Linked DNA regions of Sus scrofa: all the other regions are linked to region 6. Evidence: chromatin contacts called from public Hi-C, HiChIP or PLAC-seq and promoter capture Hi-C data. All regions are on one chromosome and are shown on one strand. The core of a region is the stretch at or near the end of the contact, and the rest is flanking DNA. Distances in the headings are between cores, read along the strand shown. Region 1 overlaps TTLL5 (tubulin polyglutamylase TTLL5). Region 2 overlaps TTLL5 (tubulin polyglutamylase TTLL5). Region 3 holds the start of TTLL5 (tubulin polyglutamylase TTLL5). Region 4 holds the start of FLVCR2 (feline leukemia virus subgroup C cellular receptor family member 2). Region 5 holds the start of LOC100624918 (feline leukemia virus subgroup C receptor-related protein 2-like). Region 6 holds the start of IFT43 (intraflagellar transport protein 43 homolog).

Region 1 (3,441 bases), core at 36-2,535, 290 kb before region 6:
GAGATCACTCAAACATTTTACTTTGAGGCTCAACAAGGAAAACCATCATCTTTCCTAAAGAGACAGAACTGGCAGCAGTGTCATTGGTCTCCTTTTTTAGAACCCGTATCATTTCTGTTTGGGGCCTCAGAAGTCATGCTTAGGTGACGGAAAGGTTAAGTTCATTTCATAAGACGGTTCTGTGAAGTAAGAATTTTGTGTAAATTCTTTACCTTCTTAGATTTACTAAAGCAAAAGACCCTAAATGCTTTTTTTCTAGACTAGTAATTTCAGTTGTCCTTGTCTTATTAACATGGGAAGTAGAAAAACTCTCTTCTTCTTATATGTGGACAAAATATTGAGACGTTTTAAAAAATGGTGTCAGTAGTATTTGAGTCCAGTGTTTTGCCCCTTCCTGCTTTTTGACTTTCCTCGTATGTTGTTGTTTGGCACCAGCAGGGGACACTCCGGTTTCCAAAGAGGGGTGCTGTTCTCTACCAAAATGGTGCAGGCTCTTTTTCCTTTCAGAGGTGGAATCCAGAAAGACTTTGTCCTGGATTTTACAGTTTTAGGTGGATCCAGTATGTGGTCTAAACCATTTGTGAAGGCCCTTTTTGAGACAAAGCTAACAGCCAAATTTTCGCTGAAAGAGGAAAAATAAAAAGTTGAAAAAGAAAGTTAAAACAAAATTGAGTTGAAAACCAAATGTGCTGTCAGAGACCCAAAGCTAGGTAGCGCTAGCAACTGGGGTGGGGTGGGGGGGATGAAAGAGCCCATCCAGGGAACTGGGGGAGCTCCACCCACACGGCGGAGGTGGGAGAAGGGGATGCCGAGAAGGCCCGAGGAGGCCCCGGTTGGTCTGGTCGGGGACTGCCTCTCTTTGGCCTCAGCCATATTATTCAGTGGAAACTCAGAAAAGATCCCGAAGCATTTGTAATGCCTCTCCCTTGCTCCCCGCCCCCAGTTCCTTCTTCAGTAGCCTTCCTTGCTAATTAACACTGGCTCCGCAGGGATATTTACCTTTTCTCTGCTGGATTCCTGTGGTTTTGAAAGAATTCAGGTACTTGCCGGTTGCCAAGGAATTCAGATTACCTCACGGGCTGCACACTGTCCAGAATCTGCCACAGCAGCAGGAGGAGGGGAGAGACACCGACAAGGGGGAGAAAACCCTCTCCAGCGCTCATTGTCACCCTCCCTGGCAGGCCCTTGCTGTTTGTGAAGTTTGAGTCATTTCTGGCTCTGAGGACCAGGGGATCAGGCTGGTAATCCCCTCCCAGACGGCTCCGCAGGGCGCTGCCTCGTCACTGCAGCACTTTGGCAGTCTCCCGGCCGCAGCTGGTTGACAGCAGATCAGAGAGCTCTTGGGCCTCTTGTTCTCTTCCATAAGATTTTTCTGGGTCAGGGCAGGATGAAACCCAGTGGCTCCTGGCACGGCTGCCTGAGGCGCTGTCTCTTGATCCTCCAGGCCTTTGTGGCTCTGAATGGCTACACCTGCTGAAAGATAACGTGTCCGCCACAGCCAGGGTCTCCTCAGAGCTGCCCTCCCCTTACTTTGTGTGTTTGCAGTGAATGTTTGTTAGAATAAATGTGTGGTTTAACTATCCTCCATCTAGACTCTCAGGGACTGACTGTGGTCTCGTGTTCATAGAACAAAGGAGAGGTGAAAGGACCCCACTAACTGTGTTTTCCTTCCCGTTTGAGGTCCATGTAGTAGAGCTCCTGAACCAGCAACTCAGGTGTGGTTTCATTTAGTGCCTGTCAGGTACCTACTGTATGTCTAACAGCGAGACCCTTCCTTCACACACACACACACACACACACACACACTCACTCACTCAAGAGTTTTAGACAAATTATTACCATTGTCTTCATTCTCATTGAGAAACATTCGAAAGCAAAAAGAAAATACAGCTTTTGATTTAAGAATTTATTGTCAGAGGAGTTCCTGTTGTGGCTCAGTGGGTTATGAACCCGACTAGTATCCATGAGGATGCGTGTTCAATCCCGGGCCTCGCTCAGTGGGTTAAGGATCTGACGTTGCCATGAGCTGCGGTATAGGTTGCAGATGAGGCTCAGATCCCATGTTACTGTGGCTGTGGGATAGACCTGTAGCTGTAGTTCCTAACTGACCCCTAGCCTGGGAACCTCCATGTGCCATGGGTGTGGCCCTAAAAAGCAAAATAAAAAGAATTTATTGTCTATTAGAATAAAGATAATCTAATATGTTTTAGTGTGTACCAAAAAAAAAAAAAAAATGGACGTATAGTTCTCTACTCATCAGTAGGTTGTGAAATAGTACCCAGAGTTTCTGATTTGGCAAAAAAAGTAGAGTTCCCCCCCACCTTTTTTTTCTTTCTCTCTCTTGCTCCCTCTCCCTGCCCCCCCCCCCCTTTTTAGGCTTAAAGGTCAAGGCTATGAAATTCTGTCTTGAGAGCTTTTCCTAAAGCTTGATTTCATTAAGGAGGTGGTTCAAGACTCAATTCCTCATGTAAATTTCAGTATGTGTGTTAGGAGAAGTATTTGCAAACTTGGTCCTAGGCTAGCTAGTAGAGAATTACCACTTTTAGGTTGTTTCTAATAAAAGAATTGTGTTGATGCTTTCAGACCTAACTAGGATGAAATATGAAATGTGAAGATCTAAATCACAAATCGCAAACCTCAGTGTTCACAAGGACATTGACTAAACAGCTGGCTAGGTGGAGACTGGAGAACCAGAGCTCACATGTACCATCTAAAGGGCATTTACTATTCAGTGGCAACAAGTCTGTGATGCATGGTGGTGCTGTGATCTGAATGTGACCTCCCAGGTTTACATATTAAAATCCTAACTCTCAAGGTGGTGTTATTTGAAGGTGGGAGTTGTTTTTTTTTTGTTGTTGTTGTTGTTGCTATTTCTTGGGCCGCTCCTGCGGCATATGGAGGTTCCCAGGCTAGGGGTCCAATCGGAGCTGTAGCCACCGGCCTATGCCAGAGCCACAGCAACGAGGGATCCGAGCCGTGTCTGCAACCTACACCACAGCTCACGGCAACGCCGGATCGTTAACCCACTGAGCAAGGGCAGGGATTGAACCCGCAACCTCATGGTTCCTAGTCGGATTCGTTAACCACTGCGCCATGACGGGAACTCCCTGAAGGTGGGCGTTTTGAGAGGTAATTAGGTCATGAGGGTGGAGCCCTCGTGAATGATTAGTGCCCTTTTATAAAAGAGCCCTGGAGAAATTTCTCACCCTTTCTGCCCTGTGAGGGCACAGTAAGAAGGTGCTGTCTATCTGCCTGCATCTTAGTCTTGGACCTCAAGCCTCCAGAACTATGAGAACTAAATTCCTGTTGTTTATAAACTACATAGTTTATAGTATTTTGTTATAGCAGCCCAAATGGACTAAGATAGGTAGTATTGCCAGATCTTCTGGTTTTTTAAGGCTGAAAAATCTAGATTTTTATTGAGAAACTTACTTTTGTTTT
Region 2 (3,949 bases), core at 1,382-3,881, 310 kb before region 6:
TCATTGACAAGAGTTAGTGTCCATGTAAGGATGTCTGTACTTCTTCATATGAACTTCATATGCATTCTTTTTGGTGTCTCTTTTCCTCTTGTTATTTAGGGAATATTACTGTCACCTCAGTTTCTGGACTTGTGTGATTTGCATTCTTTGGGGTACCAGTTTCATGCAGCTTTTGGTGTTAGGGTTTGGAGGTACCAGTTAGTCACACCCTCTCTCCTTGGAGTTCAGACTAATTGACAGATACACTTGGGAGTGAAATAGGGTTGGGAACACCAGCTCTATTGCTGGGAACATGACCTGTATCCAGATCTCAATGGGCCTCTTATTTCTTTTGTCTTGAAGTGAACCTACTTTCCCAGGGCCAAGCAGAGGAAATGGGCTATTTCAGGCTTTCCCCCATGACGGGCAGAGCCTGCCTCCGTAGGCTTAGTGCACAGAAGAGGCATGAGTACAGAGAAGGGGTGAGACAGGTCTTTTGTGAGAGTCTAAATAGGAATAATAATAATAGCTCACATTTCATGTACGTTTCCTTTCTGTTCGGCCCTCTTCTAAGTGATGCCTACTCTGAGGTAGTAGTGTTATTGTTCCCAGTTTTACTGATGGGAAGACGAAGGTACAGAGAGGTTAAGTAACTTTCTGTAAGTTTCTCAGCTGCAAATGATGGATTAGGATCCAGACCTGGCACTTTGGCTTCAGAAGCCAAGCTCCTCACCACTGTGCTTTGGTCTTCATGGCCAAAGACACTGGGCGTGTGCACACAGTGACCATTTTCCAGTGTGGCCAATGAGAGAGTCACTTCTGTGAGGAGGATCAGGCACAGCACACGGAGAGGGCAGGCAGACAGTTTTCTTCTCAGTAAGTCCGAGAGAGACTATTCCTATCTTATGCGTAGAGGAAGCATGAAGATAGGAAGAGAAGGTTTTCTGTTGACTTTTGATTTTTTTTGACCTGTTGGACTCAGCAGTCTGGTCCGGTCCCCCAGTGGGGTGCTCACCTCTGGGGCCTGCAGCACTGGGTCAGTCCCTAGGACCTCCCACTTCCACCTGGGTGAGGCCATCCATCTGAGAATACTTGTTGCCCTTGCTGGGACCAGTGGGGTTGGCAGTTCAGTGTTTGCCCACAGAAGGCTCTGAAATATTTCACAATAGAGGATTAACTAAATGAAGTAAGTTAACTTCAAAGGGGCAGTGCACTCAAAGCTGAACATTTATAGTTAGGGATTTTCGGGATGGGACTTTAGCCACGCTACTGAAACCTCCGGTGCCTTAGCTCCCTCCTTTGTAAAATGGGACTGTTACTAGTACTGACATTATAGTGTTGTTGGGATGTTTAAATAGGTTAATATAGGGAAAGCAGTTGGAAGGCGCCTGATAGGTACTTAATAATGTCCAATAATATTTCCTACTTCAAGTTATGTTGAGACATATTGTTATGTAATAAAAATAAAAAACATGATGGCATAAAAATGCTTCAACTAGCATGTCAGCAATGCTAGTTGATATGAACTCCTCCCACTGTTGAACTCCTGATGAGAACTCAAACTCCAGAGTAATTCCCTCTTAAACATTGAGGGATATTAAGTTGAAAATTCCCTTCCTCTCTCCACTCTCTCTCATTCTGAAGCTCTTCCCTACCCTTTGGAGGCAGATCGAGGGCGGGATGCTCATTTGGAAGATTAGATAGAGTTAGAGTTTTTCCATCCATTCAAGCCTGACCTGACTTTCAGAAGAATTGCTTCTTTAGTATATTATTCAAACTCTTAGGAGTTCTACTTTCTAACAGAAATGAATTCAAAAAGCCAGTAGAACACATAGACTGAATACAGCTGCAACCCACAGCCACCACATTTAGCCACAAGGGTGGTTATTACAGGCAAGTGTTGTTCTTCCGTCTCAAAACAAATCCCATGTTGCCATTGCCACCCAAAGACCACAGGGGGGACTTACTGTGGGAAAGAGGGACCAGGGAAGACATGGTAATAAAGAAGAATCTTCTTAGTTTCAATCCTGCCAGCATGCTGGTCATTCTTTGCCAGTGTCCAGAGTCCGTGACCTTGACATTAAATCCACCGGGAAGAAATCCAGCAGCTAAGTTTACATATTAGGGGACAAACCCTCCTGTTCCTACCACTTCCTCTTTCAAAGAGACATTCCTTTTCTTCATAGAGTCTGTTTTAGGTTCTCTTCTTTTCCTTTGCTGTCCACCTTTTCTCCATGACTCTTGTGTTCCTGACCTTCCAGTGCTTGCTGGAGTGTGGACAGGAGATTTTTTTTGAGAAGGAAAGGGACGGGAACAGGCTGGCCTTTAGGAAAATAACTGCATGAAATGAATCGGAGAGAGCAAGGGGAAGAAACACAGTCGTCACTTGCAAGCTCATGATCCCAGTAAGAGGTGTGGATAGACTGAGCTAGGAGCTGGGGTGGAAAGGTGGCGGTGGAGAGAGTGGTAGAATAAGCACGGTTTACTAACTGGCTGTGAGTCATGAGGCTGGGGTCAAAGATATCTGAAGGCGCGAGTCTCAGAAGCTGGGAGGATCTTGTTAAGTCCCTAACTGGGGGAGTATAACCAGGACCGCAGAGGAAGAGTGGGACTGCCAGGAGGAGTGTCACAGTTTGGACCTGGTGTGGATTGGCGGTGATTGCAAAATTCCGAGGAGTGACGGTGTTTTTTGTCTGTTTGTTTGTTTTTTGGCCTTGCCCGAGGCATGCAGAAGGACCGGGGCAGGGATCAAACCCAAGCCATAGCAGCAACCCAAGCTGCAGCAGTGACAACACCAGATCCTCAACCTGCTATGCCACCATGGAACTCTGCATGTAATGATGTTTTGTAGGGAGCTGTAAAGGCAGTTTTGAGTTCTGGCTGGAGATATAGATTCTTTTTTTTTTTTTTTTTTTTTTTAAACAGCCATACCTGTGGCATATGGAAGTTCTTCAGGCTAGTGATCGAATTAGAGCCGCACCACAGCCACAGCAACACTGAATATGAGCCACATCTTCAACCAACACCACAACTCGCAGCAACGCCAGATCCTTAGCCCACTGAGTGAGGCCAGGGATGGACCCTGCATCCTCATGGAGACTGTGTCGGGTTGTTCTTAACCCACTGAGCCACAACAGGAACTCCAGAGATATAGACTCTTAAAGTTGTAGATATGGAGGGGGATGTGATTGCCAAGGAAGAGAAAAAGGAAGAGAAGAGAAGTCAGAAGGGAGAGATAGCCAGAAGATGTGACCAAGGGAATGAGGTCCCAGGGGAGGCAGGAGAGGGTTCAGTCAAGCGCCCAAGTAGAAGACTGAGCTTTAGGAAGGAGCTGGGCATCTCTTTCCCCCAAAAGGAGGGCAGGAAGAAGGCTAAGTGGTCACCCAGATAAATTTTAGATGGAGAGGAGAGCAGGGGGAGTAGGTTTAGTTACATATGTCCAGCCTTGTCGGTGAGGAGGGTTGAGGACAAGTACCAGGAATGAGGGTCCTGGGCATGGATTTGGGTGTTCGAGAGGGCAGAAGGGCATGGGACTGGGCTGCGAAGGGCCGTTGGAAGGGACCTGGTGAAGAGCAGATGTGAGGATTGCCTGAAGACACTAGAGATACCAGCCCAGGCGGAGCTCATGGATTTGTAGCTTTTTGTTCTAATGAGAGAAAACCCGAAATCCATCTCTGCAGAGGTCTAGTCCAGAGACCAACCACTGCCCCAAGGTATGTGAAAGCCTGGATAGTTCTGGACTATTCCCAGGAGTTAGAGTGTGGGGCCTAGCATATATAGACCAGATCTTGCTAGACCCCTGGTGCCATTGTTGCTAGTTCCAGTGTGTAGTGGAATTGGAGGCCTGTGACCCCAAAGAGCCTAAAAAAGAATCTTGCCCCCAGTGGACAACTTTCTCAGCAGGAAGAAGGAAACAATAGGGAAGACAGGGTGGCGCCAATATCAGAAAAGCCAAACTTCCCCCCAAATC
Region 3 (3,795 bases), core at 152-2,651, 330 kb before region 6:
TGGACTTTTCAGAATGGTCCTATACTACCCAGCTGAGACAGATATTAAAGTCAGCAATGGCTCAAGACACTGGGAAAGACCAAAAAACAATCTAAGAGCTCTAAAGAAGAAAGGGTCAATGGACGAATCGCTAGGTGAAAATAGGTCCCCAAAGTGGACTCTGTCGAAGTCCAGAGAGAATGGGGCTCTCCTGGAATCACATGTAGTTACAGCATGGGAAAAAATATGCACCACCACCTCCCCTTCAACAGGAGACTCAGGTTCTCTCCTCTCAGGGTCAGAAAAGTTGTGTGGATGGCCCGCCTCTTTGCCACAACTTATGCCCATTTCACAGAAGCTCTTAGAAACCCCAGCAGATACCTGATGAAGGCAGGACCCAAATACTCTTCTGAAGTGCTCTTCCAACCGCTCAGCACGAGTTCCCTAAAGCTTTTGAGGCCTCCTAGAGTATCCAGCATCTGTTCTTAAATTTTGCCCTGGTGCAGACCAGCAAAAGTGTGGTGTTTACCAGAGTCGGGAGTGAAAGGTTCCTTTCCTGGCCCTACCATTTAGCAGCTGTGTGACCGTGGGCAAGTAATTTACACTTTACAGCCTAGGTTTCCTCACCTGCAAAATGGAGATTAAAAATACCTACGTCCAAGGTTATCACAACAATTACATGAGAAAGTAAAGGTTCCCTGCGCTGTGCTAGGCTCATAGTGGCCGTTCAATGGTTCATCCACTCATGCCTTCTGTACCTACCAAGACTTCATCTTTCCAACTCCCTCTTTTCTTGGTCTCTGAAACCTCTTTCCCCCCAGAAGATTGCCTCCCAGGTGTATTCCTTCTATCCCACTCCCATTTTTCCGGACTCTACGGATCCTCTCAGATGCCACAAAGATGTCTACCTCTCCTCCCCCACATTCACCTTACCTGGAGAAATGTGGCCCTAGTACTGCAGCTGCAGCAGCAGCAGCAGCAGCAGCAGCAGCAAAGGATATTCCCCAGGGCAGCTCCAACACCGATTCCACCGGAGCCACTTGTCCCCGCCCCCACCTTCAGCCCGGCTCCAGGATTGGGTCGTTTCCATCAGTACTTGCTCTGATTGGCTGTTCTGGTTCTGCTCTAGCAGGAGATGGGGCGTGATCCTCTTTACTGCCAATCAGCGGTTGTCGCTGCCCAAGCCTCACCCCCGGTTATGCTGCTGAAGCAGTGAACCATCCTATTGAGCGTGGCGAAAGAGCCCCGGGTTCTGAGTCAATCCTTTAGGGGCGGAGGGAAAAAGAGCGGAAAAAAGAAGTCCTCTGCGGCGATCAAGGCTCTGCGCTTGCGCTGTACAGTAGTGACGACAATTGCCCGCGCCCGAAGCCGAGGGCTGTCCGCGCCGGGTAGCGGGCGCCTGCGCAGTGGCTCCGAGCGGGCGGTTGCTGGTTGGTTGTTGTAGTAACCGGGGAAGCTGCTGTCGGCGGCTGCCTTGAGCCCGGCTGGGGAAGAAGGAGGGTGGCAGGCGCAGAGCGCTGTCCCAGCCTGCCCGCCCCGAGCCATGGGAAGATGAAACAGGTAAATGTCTGCGCCAGCGCACTCCCCTGCCGGAGGGAGGTGCACTCCCGGGTCTGGGCGGGCGCAGGTCGGCTGCACTTCCCTCGCAGAGTCCGGGAGCAGCTGTTGGCTTCCGGGCGCGCTGGGCTGAATCCCTGCGGCGGAGTAGCCTGCGTCCTTCCCGTGTGGGAGCGCCTGAGGACCTATCTGGGATTGGGGTGAGTCGGAGGAGGGGCTGAGGGGCTGATCCCTTTCGGGCGAGGACGCTCCTTAGGCGAGTGTCCTTAATCTTCTTCAGATTGCCCTGTCTCTCCCTGCTCTCCTGGCAGCCTAGGACAGGTCGGCATCCCTTCCACGCTTGGAGGTCTAGTTTGTTTTGTTTTAATTTAAGGGACTTACCAGTATTTAGAGAAATACTGAGAAATCCTGTTGGGGATTCTCGGAAGAACGCCTTTGAGGTTGTTAGACATTGCCCATTTCGCTGAAGATGTGTAGGGATCATTGTCGGGATTGGCATTTTTTGCCCTGTTTACGTTCTTATCACATATATTAATGCATAGGAAAATAACGTTTGGAAAGATTGATATTAAATGGTTTTCCTTGAGTAATGGGATTATGGCCATTCAAACATTTTCATTTTCTTTATCTGTAATTTTATTACATTCTCAAACACACAGTGAACGTGTGTCTTTTCCCCATTTAAAATATTTTAAGTTAGGAATATACTGATTTTAATGTCTGTTTGATATTCAGACCATAATTTGTGATTTTTAGTAAGGGAGAATAATTTTTGATAGTGTTTGGAAGGATAGTTTTTTTTTTCTTTTTTTCCTCAGCTGTTTATGACCTTGATTGAGCAGAATGTATTCATTCTTTGGTTTAGCTATTGAATTTGTTTTAGCAGAAACATGAGGCTGTTTTACCTGTACTTGTCATGGAGCCTAAGGAAATAATTTGCAAGGATCTTAAAACTTGCCTTTTTATTTTTAACCCAGGTTAGGTTTTTCTAGCAAGGAATCTATGTTTTTAGGCTATCAGCCACCTACCTCAGACTTAACTAAAAGTAAAGTAAGTCTATCCTTTTGGTGCACGTTAGATTTAGTGTGTAAAATAAAAGTGAGAAACTCAAACTTAATAGCAGCTCTTCAGATACATAGAGGACAGACAGTATGTTTGAAAAAAAATCTTGATTTGTGCGGCATATGTGAGGCTCTGTGAAAGAAGGTAAGCTTCTAGAGATTGGGCCCTATTTAGGTAAGTATTCATTTTCACTGCTGGGAAGATAATCAGCAATGATTAATAATAAAAAGACAACTGCATTGTGTTTGAGAACATTTGGCTTTTTTTGCAGGAATCTGTGCCACCCCAATTGTTTGATCTGGTGAATCTGCAAGGAAAGGTCTCTGAGGCCCCCATCTGCTGACTGCATGACAAACTCTAAAGGAAATGCCAGTCGTGATGGCCCGGGACCTGGAGGAAATGGCATCATCCTCAGAGGATGAGGAGGTGATAAGCCAAGAGTAAGTGAAAGCAAGGCTGCTTTTGACCTTTTGCTTTTATGGGAACTAGTTCTCTTTTATTTATGTTCTCTTTTAGCCGGTATTCTTCCTTTGGTGTTGTCTGACTCTGGTTGTAGTTTCCACATGTGATCTATTTCAAGGTCTTATTATTGAGTGACCATCAGCTGTCTGAAATAAGATAAGGCTCTGTTTCTGGGCTCATGAATGAATATGGACTCTAGTTTTTGTAAGTAGTAGCTCTTAAGTCAACTCTCGATCAGAGCTCCTAACATAGGAGATTTTGAAATTTTTAGATATTGAAGAAAACTAGGTCTCCCAACTCTGTGACTTTGGTTATTTTCTCAAAAGCCTTTAGGATGATAGAATGATGAGAAGAGAGAGAGATCAAGTAACTTAACTGAGTAAGTATGGGGCAGGACATTAGAATTCTGTAGTCTATGCTGCTGTGTCTGAGACACATGGTTTTCCTGCGTTCTTTTAGAGGAGTCTTGATTGCTGGATTCTCATAATAATAAAAATGATAGTGTTAGGTGTAGCTGCTGTAGATAGTCGTAAGGGCTTTAGCTGCTATATCTCCTTTAATCTAAAGATGTAATTATTCTCATTTTATTAAGCTCAGCCCCTCAGATATCAAAGATCTTCCTTAGGGATGCATAGAGAGTTAGTGATAGATTGGGATTCAGTCCCAGTTGTCCTGGATTTTGAAGCACTTAGCTGTTTTGTCTTCTTTAACATTATTACTTTACACAGAGAACAA
Region 4 (3,392 bases), core at 678-3,177, 440 kb before region 6:
GAGCCCTTAAGCCACAAATGTTAATCAATGGCCATATCAAAGGAGGCATCCAAGCCCATGCTCCTACACTGACTACCTGAGTTAATATTCTGCCTCAACAGCAACGCAGGATCTGAGCGGAGTCTATGACAGCTCACGGCAAAGCCGGATTCTTAATCCACTGAGCAAGGCCAGGGACTGAACCCGCATCCTCATGGATACTAGTTGAATTCTGCTGTGCCACAACAGGAACTCCCAGAACTTTCAATTCTTCATTTTTGGTCACAGGGTGGAAAAAAAAGACAGGAAAGCTGTGGCACCCAGTGGCTCTTTAATGTGCAAACAAAGGAATCTCCTGGAGGCCTTTTAAAATGCAGCCTCCAATTCCATAGGTTCAGGGAGGGCCTGGGCTTCTGCCTCTGTAACAAGCCCCAGAGGATGCTTGCCCTGCAGTCCCCAGACTGTGCTTGACTAGCTAGACTGTAACTTGAAAAAACAGACTTGCATGAGAATTATGCCTCTTTAGGTCAGCTGCGACCTTAAGTAAAAACTTATCTCACCTCTATGAGAGTCAGTTTTCCCATCTAAAAAGTTTGGGCAGGCAAAAGCACTTACATTACCGAATTCTTGTGAGTAATACAGTAAACATGTTTAGCACAATACAAATATTCACTTTTTAATTGTCAGGATATCTGACACCCCTGGAATGCTTACTATCTGCCAGGAATTTTCCAAGTGCTTTCAAGTCTTAACTCATTCAAGCCTGAAAACAACACTGTGAGGTCGGTACTATTATTTCATCCTCCCATTTTATAGATTTTCCAAGAAACTGAGGCACAGGGAGGTGGAGTATCTTATTTTACAGAATACACCTAGGAGTAGCTAATCGCGTGTTTGAACCCACAGAGGATCTGGGCTCTGATCCCTCCCCAGTCTGAAATAAAAAGAGGGCAAGCCTGACGTGCAGCCCCTGATAAGAGATTACTCTTCGCAGCGGGCTGTGGACCAGCAGGTGGCAGCCTAGGGCTACGTGGGTGCAGAGACCACAACCTAAGCCCGGAACCCGTGCTGTGCCAGGCATTTCACCGCACCACTGCCATGGTCTTCAAGGTCTCCGGCTCCCCAGCCCTTCTACCCACAGGTCTTCGCCCAGGAGGTCGCCCAGGGATCCTCCAGAAATGAAGAGCCTGCGGAACAGGTTCAAATCTGAGTTCCCCAATATAAGACCCGGTCCGCAGGGAAAGCTAGCAGCAAAGCGAGTTTCCGCAACTTGCCTTTACCCGGGAGCGCAACTAGCCCGGGAAATCCACACATCGCTCTTTATACCCAAAGTCTAGCAAGGGCTGGGGAGCCCAGCCAAGTCGGAAAAAGTTGGGAATCCCTCTTGGATCCCATAGAGCAGATTGAGGGCTCTGGGCATCCGTGTGCGCAGGGAGGAGACTCTATATTTGCAGGATTACCTCGGAAGGGCGATGGGCATTTTCTTGCGGAGCGGCCTGGGAGGGGACAAATGAATTTGAGGGACAGTGCACGGGTGGGGGTTAACCGGGCGGTTTCCATGGTGCCCGGGGCGTGGGGGAGGAATGCACCCGCAAGCGGTGGCGAAACAACTATACCGCCCGGCCAGCTGCCGCAGAAGGCGGGAGGCTTTGCGGGTGGGGTGGGGGGTGGGTAGGGGGGTGGGGGAAGCCCGGCGGGACGGGGGCGGGGCGGTCACGTGCGCCGGAGGGGGCGAGGCCCCGAGCCGGCCCGGGAGCGAACCGAGTCCGGCGAAGAGGCTGCGCCTGAAGAACTGTTTCCTGGACGGAGAGGTTGAACCTCCGCAGGACGCCTGGGGAGGACTCAAGACACCGGCGGCCAGGACCGCAGTCAGTGACAGACGACGCCGAGGAAACGTGGGAGCAGAGCTTGGGGGTGAGCGAAGGCGCCCCTCTGACGGCTTTTACACAGGCTCGGAACTCCGTTTATTCTGGGGCGGGCTGGGGCAAGTGCCACGTCAGCTCTAGGTGACCGGACGAGGCCACTGTCTCTTAAGTTGTCTAGAGTCCTCAGCACTTGTCTAGGACGCCAGGAGAGGCTGTGGTCATGGTGAATGAAGATCCTAGCCACGAAGGGCTCGATGGCGCGCCGTCGCAGACTTCTGCACTCCAGGAGAACCCCAACCTCGCTGCCCAACCCAGCGTCTCCGGCCACCCCAGCATCTCCGCCCACCCCAGCTTCTCAGCCCATGCTAGCACCTCCGCGCATCCCAGCGTCTCGATCCATCCCAGTGTCTCTGTGTACCCCAGTAGTTCAGCCCACCCCAGTACCTTGGCTCAACCCAGTGGCTTGGTCCAACCCAGTAGCTCGGGCCAACCCAGTAGCTCCGGCCCTGAGGACCTTAGCGTGATCAAGGTGAGCAAGCGCCGGTGGGCAGTGGTCCTGCTGTTTAGCTGCTACTCCATGTGCAACGCCTTCCAGTGGATCCAGTATGGCTCCATCAACAACATCTTCATGAACTTCTACGGGGTCAGTGCCTTTGCCATCGACTGGCTCTCCATGTGCTACATGCTGACATACATCCTCTGCTGCTGCCTGTGGCCTGGCTCCTGGAGAAATTCGGGCTGCGCACCATAGCCCTCACCGGCTCTGCTCTCAACTGCCTGGGGGCCTGGGTGAAGCTGGGCAGCCTCAAGCCCCATCTCTTCCCGGTCACCGTGCTGGGCCAGGTCATCTGCTCCGTAGCCCAGGTCTTCATCCTGGGCATGCCCTCCCGCATCGCCTCCGTGTGGTTCGGGGCTAATGAGGTGTCCACGGCCTGCTCCATCGCTGTCTTTGGCAACCAGGTGGGCAGGGGGCTTTGTGGTTGACCGGGGGGATGGGCGTCCCTGTGGGACTGGCCGTGTTGGTGGTAGCGAACTGCCCGCCTGAGTGGAGACTGTGGTTTTCAGATGTCAATGGTGTTTGTGACCCTGGGCGACTGTAGCTGGGTGTGACAGTGTGAGTGAGTGATTGTGACTGGGTGACTGTGTCAGAGTGGTGGGGAAGCAAAAGGAGGGGCCTTTTCTGTCACCTGCATGTTCTCCTTCCCCAGCAGCCAGTGTGCTTTGGGAACACACACTGGTTTGTGGTCTCCTTCCTCAACCTCCTTCACCAGCCCGGACCTGTGCCTTCAGGAGAGCTCTTCTTTCAGGGAGCAGTCCCGGGGTGTCAGACTATTCTGTGTCATCAGAAGTTGGCAGGTGGCTTTCGCCAGGTTTCCTGAAGCATAGGATCTCCTGCTTGCATGGAAAGGCAGAGCGGGCCCTGGTTGACCTTTGACGCCGCTCTCACCTTTTATACACACCTGAAGCCAGGATGGTGGGGGCAGTGCTTTGTGCCAACTCCTTCCCTGGGGGTTAGAGCCAAGTGCAGCAGAATGGAGTTGAATTCTT
Region 5 (3,624 bases), core at 955-3,454, 370 kb before region 6:
TCTGAAACAGTGTTCCCTCTTAAAATGCACCACCTGGGGAGTTCCCTGATGGTGCAGCAGGTTAAGGATCTGGCATTGTCATTGCAACAGCATGGGTGGCTGCTGCGCCTGGGGTTTGATCCCGGCCTGGGAATTTCTGCATGCCTCAGGCGCTGCCAAAGAAAAAAATGAAGCACGTGGGCGTGAGCATTTAGAGGAGCAAGGTGAGCCCCCTTTTAAGTCACCACATTTGAAGGAAGTGTTCAAGCCCAGGGGTTCTGCTTGAGGGGAAGCTGCTGACCCAACTGGGGCACATTTTCTACCCGGGAGCAGTATCCTCCGAGTTGTGAAACCTGAGAAATATGCCACATTAATTTGGTGACTGTGCCCAGGAAGAAGGAATGAGGCAGTTTTGTTATCTTTTGTATTTTTGTTTCAATCCCCTGCCCTCCGCTAGATTATACAGCTCCATGTAGGCCAGAACTGTGCCGTATGCTCTCTGCATACTCCTGGGCAATCTAGCAGATTTCACGTAGTAGGTCCACTAAAGATCTGCTTGATGTATTGGTTGTCTACTGTGTACATTGGAAGAACCCTACCCTGAGCCTACTGATGATGACTGTTGAGACTATTCCGGAGCTGAGGACCGCTAATGACCATCCCAAGTGGCTGTAACTCGCTGGCTAGAACACCACTCAGGGTGATTGGCAGGTGGGCAGCTGATGGTGATACAGTTGGTGTGAAAGCAAAGTGCTTCTCTACCTGCAGGTGCTTTCAAGTTCAATAAAAGAGAAGTGAGACCTTAGACAAACGACTCGGCTTCTCTCAGTCTTAGGATTTGAGGCTTGGCTGAGTTCTGAAGCTATTTTCCAGTTTCTGCCTTGGTCTTTTGTGCAGCAGAAGGGTTTGGGGCATTGTATCAGAGCTAGTTACTGCCTTTTTTTTTTTTTTTTTTTTTTTTTTGTCTTTTTGCTATTTCTTGGGCCGCTCCTGCGGCATATGGAGGTTCCCAGGCTAGGGGTCGAATCAGAGCTGTAGCCACCGACCTACGCCAGAGCCACATCAATGCGGGATCCGAATTCGTCTGCAACCTACATCACGGCAACACCGGATCCTTAACCCACTGAGCAAGGCCAGGGATCGAACCCCCAACCTCATGGTTCCTAGTCGGATTGGTTAACCACTGAGCCACGACGGGAACTCCTGGAGCTAGTCACTCCTGAATCGAAGCGTTTCCGCCCTGAGGATCATCCAAGGCACATTATCTATCAGGTCACTGGAGTTTGAACTGATATGAAATGTTTCAATTTGTTGTTGGGCACGTGTGTGTGAATGTGTGTGTGTGTTTGTGCCTCAGTTGTTTAGAGTCAGATTGCCAGTGCTCATGTCCTCTGTGCATTAATTCGAACAGTTGCATGTGACTTCACACTACAGATCCTTTATAAATTACTGGGTTGCTTATACAATGTACTTAAGCTTTTGTGTTTGGAAATGTGGTAACAACCTGAGGGTTCTACCTCTCACTGAATGCAAGTTCTTGGGGCTGTAGTACAGAACTTTTCCCTCAGCTGGCCACTCAGCTCTAGGTTAATAGATTCTAGGAAATTAAGAATTTAAGTGGCACAAAAAGGAGAATCAACATGGTTTGACTCTACCATAACGATTGGAGTATAGTAACCATTATTTCATGGTTTGCACTAGAGAAGAGCCAGGCTGCATTGAGAGTCCCAACTATAATCATTTTCAATAGGTATTAATGGTGAGGGGGGTCAGATGTGTGTGAGTTGAGCTGTCAATCAAAAGAAAGGTCTCTGGGGGTTCCTGTCATGGCTCAGTAGAGACAAGCCCAACTAGTATCTATGAGGATAGGGGTTTGATCCCTGGCCTCACTCAGTGGGTTAAGGATCCAGCGTTGCCAAGAGCTGTGATGGAGGTTGCAGACTCGGGTTGGATCCCACGTTGCTGTGGCTGTGGTGTAGGCTGGCAGCAACAGGTCCGATTAGACCCTAGCCTGGGCACTTCCATATGCTGTGGGTCCAGCTCTAAAAAGACAAAAAAAAGGAAAAAGAAAACAAGGAGAGATATGGAAGGAAGGAGAGAAAGAAAGAAAGAAAGAAAGAAAGAAAGAGAAAGAAGGAAAGAAAGAAAGGAAAGAAAGAAAGAAAGAAAGAAAGAAAGAAAGAAAGAAAGAAAGAAAAAGAAAGAAAGAAAAGGAAATAAAGAGAGAAAGAAAGAAAAGAAAAGGAAAGAAAGAGAGAAAGGTAGGTCTCTGGTGTCTTGAGGGGGGAAACCATCACTGTTTGTGTTTTAAGAAGGACTGGAAGTTGGGGTAACCATAACTGGTTTCTTACTAGGGGTCTTTTAAATGTGTGCTGTCACCTCTTGGCCATTGGATCTGTCATTGAGTATCTCTGTCTTCTGTAGCTTGGAATTGCCGTTGGATTCTTGGTCCCTCCTGTCTTGGTGCCTGACATCGACAACCAGGCTGAGCTGGCCTACCTCATCAGCATCATGTCTTACATGACTGCAGGGGTGGCCACTCTGCTTTTCATCCTTGTCATGATTGGTAAGGTCATTAGTAGACTTAGTAGGGGGGCAGGGAGGCAGGGGCCCCTGCTGACTTGGGTGAAGACCTTGTGAACATGGCCCTAGACACCAATGTAGGTACCATGGATTCCATAAAATATAATCTGTGTACACTGGAGGCCAGGCTTCAAGGGTCTTCAAGTGTTTTAGCCTGAGTAGTTGCTGTGGATAAGATGCTAGCTGATCTGAAGTACTTTGTTAGCTGCTCAGTAAAGGTTAGTTGTAATTCACCAGCTCCCCAGTGTGACCTCCTTAGAATTGATGGGCAGCCTGCTGATCTCCCTGAGCCCATGTGATATCACAGGCCCTGTGCTGAGTGTGTCTGACCTCACTGACTCCTCCACAGCCCTGTAGACAAGGTACCATTATCAGTCTCACTTAACAAAGAGGAACCTGAGCCATGAGGAGAGTTAAAGAAATTATACAAGATTAGATAGTAAGTGGCAGAGATTGGTGGTGAGCCTAAATTTGTCTTGCTCTGTACTCTAAATTTCTGGGGCAAAAGAAAACAACACAGGATTGACCCCCAAACACTAATACTCTCACACATTCACCTGAGAATACCTGAGGCCCACATTATTAAAATGCTTTTTAAAAATGTATATCATAGGGAGTTCCCATTGTGGCTTTGCAGAAACAAATCTGACTAGTATCCATGAGGACACAGGTTCGATTCCTGGCCTCGCTCAGTGGCTTAATGTTCTGTCATGCTGTGGCTGTAGTATAGGCCGGCAGCTGTAGCTCCCATTCGACCTCTCGCCTGGGAACTTCCATATTCTGAGGGTGCGGCCCTCAACAAAAAGACCAAAAAAAAAAGTATATGATATATGCTGATTATGGAAAAAAATCTAGAAAATACAAAAAAGCGTAAAGAATAGAATGACCATTAACTTAGCCTTGTAATTAACTGGTTAATCCCAACCACAAACCTCAGATAACCTGTTAACTTTAATGTGTATATATTAAATCATTGAGATAGTTGGTGAATTTATATCCTCTTTTATCATCTGAGTGATGTATCATGGGCTGTGATAAACTCAGAATGTTTAGAGCTTCTCC
Region 6 (3,419 bases), core at 907-3,406:
TCCTCTTGATGTGGTCGAAGTCCAAGGTGGTGCAAGTGGACATGGAGAGGCTGACCGTGGCAAAGTTCAGCAGGGCCAGGACCACCAGAGCCCTTTGCAAGTGCATCTTCATGCGTGAGCCGGGGAGAGAGGCCCGGGGGCTGCGAGGCCTGGTGAGGAGGAGACCCCAGCCGACGTGCAGAAGGAGGGAGGAAAACCAGGCGGCCTCCCTAGATCCCGAAGACTGAGGCTTGGCAAGAAGGTGCATGAACTCACTGCACTGCGAGAGCTTCAGGACTTCCAGGAAGCGCTGGCAACCCTGAGCACGAAGAAGCCGACTGTGTGCCTTGAAGCTCTGGGTTTCTTCTCCATGTGTCTAAACAGGTTCTGCTGGGCTCTGACTCCCAGCAGGCCAGGTGGAGGGCAAGCAGAGGGCTGGGAGGGGTGGCAAGGCAGCTGGGAGTGGGAAGGGAGCTGGAGTTTTTCCTTAGGTAAAAATAAATAGAGCGGATATCTGATATTGCCAAACGCCGCTTGGCGATGGGGAGAAAGTGGGTATTTTAAAGAGGGAGCAGAAGGACCATGGCTGGGTCCCAAAAATCAAAATCTTTGCGTTGCCCTGAAGGAGAATAAGAAAAGAGGATGGAAAAGCAAAGAAAAAAAATTTTTTTTTTAAAAAGTCGGATCCCAGTGAGTAGGTGGGGAGAGGCAGGGCTAGGCTGCTGCTGGCCCAGCTAAAGGTGGGGGCAGCGCAGGACACACTTGTCTCTCGGGCACACCATTCATGCTTTCTCTTTTGTTTACACTTCCTCGGGGGCTTTCTAAATGACTTTGTTCATGCTGCCTCTCATCTTCATTGGCTGGGATGCGGGCTTATGTGCAATTGGAATGCAAGGGGACAGCCCCTGGAGAGTAGCCCCAATAATCCACTTGGACGCCCAGGTCACCAGCACCTCGGCTTGTCTTCTCCCTCGGCCATTGCTTCTGGTCCCTGCTTCTTAAAAAATAAAAATAAAAAGGAAAAGAAGAATAAAACAGAAGCCGGTTGGTTCACTGCATGCCTCCTCCGGAAAGCTGTTACTCCTTCTTTCTCATGCTTCTTCCCCTATCTCTCGCCTCCTCTCTTGCTCATTCCCTTGGACTTGGCTTTCTGGTTCCCTCCCTTTCTCTCCCTCTAGCTTCCCTCTCCCTCTCCCTCTCTCTCACACACTCACATGCACACACACTGCTTTCTCTATTTCTCTCTGCTGAAATTTTATACCTCCCTCCCATGACGTTTCTGGCCCGGGGGCGGGGGGGGGGGCAAAGGAGGTGGGGGATTGGGGGGGAGGGACCAGTTCACGCAGCCTCTTTTGCTGCACGATTTTAATGTTTTAAACAGGCACAGGAAAAGCCGAGCCCGTTTGAAAAATACTTTGCGAGTCCTCTCGATCGACGTGGTAACTGAACTTTTTTTCCCCTCTTGGAGTCACTCCTGCTACACGTTGACTGTTTTTCTGGAAAGTTACTCCGATGAATCCCCTCCCTCCTTCTCCCCCCCGACTCCTTCGCCCTCTCGCCAGCTGTCAGTCCGTCCCCTCCTCGGCCGGTCTCTCGATCCCTCCCAGGCCCCGCGTCCCCGGCCGCCCCCCGGCCTGGCGGGACGTAGGCAGGGACGGGGCGGGGGGAGAGGGGCGCGGGGCGTGGGAGGGGCGGCCGTGCCCACCCTCGGTGGGGGTGACGCCCGGCCTGGGAGCGGGGTTGGAGTTGGGTTCAGCTCCGCGGCGATGCTGGCCCCGATTCTTCATTGACAAGATTGGAGTCGGGTGGCTCGCGGAAGCTTGGCGACGCTCCAGGGGCATTGAAAAATGGTGGCGTTTTCCGGCAGATCGAGGGTGCCCTCTGGCGAGGCGAGGCCGCCAGTGACGGGGGCTCCCCCGGGGTCGGGAGGGTTTGGGGGTAAGGCTGGGGGCCTGGGGAGATGGGGCCGCGAAGGAGGGTGCAGAAAACAAGATCAGGTGCCCTGGGGAACAGGCTCCCTCCCGGCCCGAGGTGCGTACAAGTGCACCTCTCCCTTCCCGGAGCCCCTTCTGCAGCGGCTCTCGCAGAAATGTCCTCCAGATGTTGCTGGCCTCCCTCCCCGCCGAGGGTTCCGCGGGGAGCTGCGCCAGCGAGCGCAAAGTCAGCAGTTGGCCCGAGCCCATTTCCCAGATGGGTGAGGGGAGGTTTTCTCTCCACTTTCGTTCCTTTTCTCAGCCTAAGCTTCTAGGTCTTTTCCCATCAAAAACGTAGGGAGGGCAAGCCACAACGCCTGCCCCCGCCCCGCCAACTCAGGAATGTCTCTGAATTGATCACTTTCCTGGGAATCAGTGCTGCTGCCCGCCGCCACCCCATCCCGCCTCGCCCCAGCCTTCCTGACCCTTCCTGCGAGGGCCTGTTCTGCTCCTGGTTCCTAGGCCGCTAACTGAAGGGATGCTCTCAGCCTCCCCAGGGCAGTGGCTGATCAATTTAAGCTGAGGAAACGGAGGCACGGACCGATTTTCGAGCGTACACCGCTGGTGAGTGGTGGTGGTAATATTTAACAAGGGCTTTCAGGTTTGGGAAATATTCCTAGATGCAGAAAGCTTAAAGTAACTTGCTTTTTACAGCAGAAATGATCGCATTGTAAATCAACTGTACTTCAATAAAACTTTAAAAAATTAAAACAACTTTTTTTTCTAGAGTAAATTATTTTGAATGACTTTAGGTCATATAGTTAGTGAGCGTCAACACTGAGATGTGGACCCAGGAAATCTGTGGCCAGTTAATCTATGCACTTAACTACTCTATGCTATACTGCCTCTGGAATTCAGCTCTCATTTGAGAAATATTTTGATATCTACTATATGCCAGGCCCTGTTCCTGGCTCGGTGGATGCAGCAGTGAATGAAACAAAGCCATTCCCTTATGGACTTTATATTCTCGAGGTGGAGGTGGGGCAATGGGAAGGCAATAAATGAAATAAATGTGTAAGCAGTGTAATAATGGTAAAAGGTCCATGCCATGGTGGAGAATAAAGCAGGGAAGGAGGAGAGGAAGTGCCTAGGTTGGGGAAATGTTGCAGTTTAAAATCTGAGAAGGCCTTGTGGAGGCCTTTAAATAAATACTTGCAAAACAGGAGGGAAAATTGTTGAAGTTATACCCGCCTGGGCTCCACTTCTAGCAAATCAGAGTTCACATCTGTTTTTAGCAAACTTTGCAGGTGAGTCAGTGCAAGGTTTGGAAGACACTACTCCAGGGCCTCTTTCTGCACACAGTGAGCACCTCTTGCTTTCAGGAAGTCAGGGAAGAAGTAGGAGTGAAGGCTTGGAAAGTGGCCCCAAGGTGGTGATGGTGCAGCTGTGGAAGAAGATAGAAATGGAGTCTCAGGCGTTCCCGTTGGGGTGCAGTAAAAATGAATCCAACTAGTATCCATGAGGATG

Evidence for each region. Promoter capture Hi-C pulls out the DNA fragments that hold promoters and counts their contacts. Hi-C and Micro-C count contacts between places; a contact is called where the count stands out from the background. HiChIP or PLAC-seq counts read pairs in DNA pulled down with a chosen protein or histone mark.
Region 1: a Hi-C map of embryonic fibroblasts shows a contact between it and region 6, with 6 times the contacts expected there. The contact joins the enhancer-like site here to the promoter of IFT43 in region 6. A contact is called at or near these places in 5 of 5 promoter capture datasets (fetal liver, fetal skeletal muscle, liver and 1 more), 25 of 47 Hi-C or Micro-C datasets (adipose tissue, alveolar macrophages, brain and 15 more) and 2 of 2 datasets of contacts at active chromatin or transcription factors (alveolar macrophages and skeletal muscle).
Region 2: a promoter capture Hi-C map of liver shows a contact between it and region 6, with 2.9 times the contacts expected there. The contact joins the enhancer-like site here to the promoter of IFT43 in region 6. A contact is called at or near these places in 3 of 5 promoter capture datasets (liver and skeletal muscle), 6 of 47 Hi-C or Micro-C datasets (alveolar macrophages, embryonic fibroblasts, mesenchymal stem cells and 3 more) and 1 of 2 datasets of contacts at active chromatin or transcription factors (alveolar macrophages).
Region 3: an H3K27ac HiChIP or PLAC-seq map of alveolar macrophages shows a contact between it and region 6. The contact joins the promoter of TTLL5 here to the promoter of IFT43 in region 6. A contact is called at or near these places in 1 of 5 promoter capture datasets (fetal liver), 4 of 47 Hi-C or Micro-C datasets (embryonic fibroblasts, heart right ventricle, liver and 1 more) and 1 of 2 datasets of contacts at active chromatin or transcription factors (alveolar macrophages).
Region 4: a Hi-C map of alveolar macrophages shows a contact between it and region 6, with 4 times the contacts expected there. The contact joins the promoter of FLVCR2 here to the promoter of IFT43 in region 6. A contact is called at or near these places in 2 of 5 promoter capture datasets (fetal liver and fetal skeletal muscle), 6 of 47 Hi-C or Micro-C datasets (alveolar macrophages, embryonic fibroblasts, fetal skeletal muscle and 3 more) and 1 of 2 datasets of contacts at active chromatin or transcription factors (alveolar macrophages).
Region 5: an H3K27ac HiChIP or PLAC-seq map of alveolar macrophages shows a contact between it and region 6. The contact joins the promoter of LOC100624918 here to the promoter of IFT43 in region 6. A contact is called at or near these places in 2 of 5 promoter capture datasets (fetal liver and liver), 1 of 47 Hi-C or Micro-C datasets (embryonic fibroblasts) and 1 of 2 datasets of contacts at active chromatin or transcription factors (alveolar macrophages).

Annotation. Positions count from the first base shown.
Region 1 is chr7:98,863,721-98,867,161 of Sscrofa11.1, forward strand. All of the region lies in intron 9 of TTLL5 (tubulin polyglutamylase TTLL5), which reads left to right. Among named protein-coding and RNA genes, the nearest start is that of TTLL5, 43 kb to the left of the region's middle. Within about 2 kb of position 1,286, at least 59 of the 83 cell types and tissues checked have an H3K27ac peak or open chromatin away from gene starts, as enhancers often do. A contact at or near this core is called in adipose tissue, brain, embryonic fibroblasts and 8 more, where this site is marked.
Region 2 is chr7:98,844,905-98,848,853 of Sscrofa11.1, forward strand. The region is part of intron 6 of TTLL5 (tubulin polyglutamylase TTLL5); the gene reads left to right. Among named protein-coding and RNA genes, the nearest start is that of TTLL5, 25 kb to the left of the region's middle. Within about 2 kb of position 2,632, at least 2 of the 83 cell types and tissues checked have an H3K27ac peak or open chromatin away from gene starts, as enhancers often do. A contact at or near this core is called in liver, where this site is marked.
Region 3 is chr7:98,820,937-98,824,731 of Sscrofa11.1, forward strand. TTLL5 (tubulin polyglutamylase TTLL5) reads left to right here and starts at 1,402. Exons shown (of 32, transcript XM_021099539.1): 1 at 1,402-1,539; 2 at 2,870-3,038. The coding sequence starts at 2,965. It also overlaps a transcript of C7H14orf1 not described here.
Region 4 is chr7:98,716,392-98,719,783 of Sscrofa11.1, forward strand. FLVCR2 (feline leukemia virus subgroup C cellular receptor family member 2) reads left to right here and starts at 1,928. Exons shown (of 11, transcript NM_001142840.1): 1 at 1,928-2,540; 2 at 2,543-2,804. The coding sequence starts at 2,065.
Region 5 is chr7:98,788,464-98,792,087 of Sscrofa11.1, forward strand. LOC100624918 (feline leukemia virus subgroup C receptor-related protein 2-like) reads left to right here and starts at 2,205. Exons shown (of 6, transcript XR_002346017.1): 1 at 2,205-2,545.
Region 6 is chr7:99,153,733-99,157,151 of Sscrofa11.1, forward strand. IFT43 (intraflagellar transport protein 43 homolog) reads left to right here and starts at 2,157. Exons shown (of 9, transcript XM_013978326.2): 1 at 2,157-2,516. TGFB3 (transforming growth factor beta 3) reads right to left here and starts at 373. Exons shown (of 7, transcript NM_214198.1): 1 at 1-373. The coding sequence starts at 106.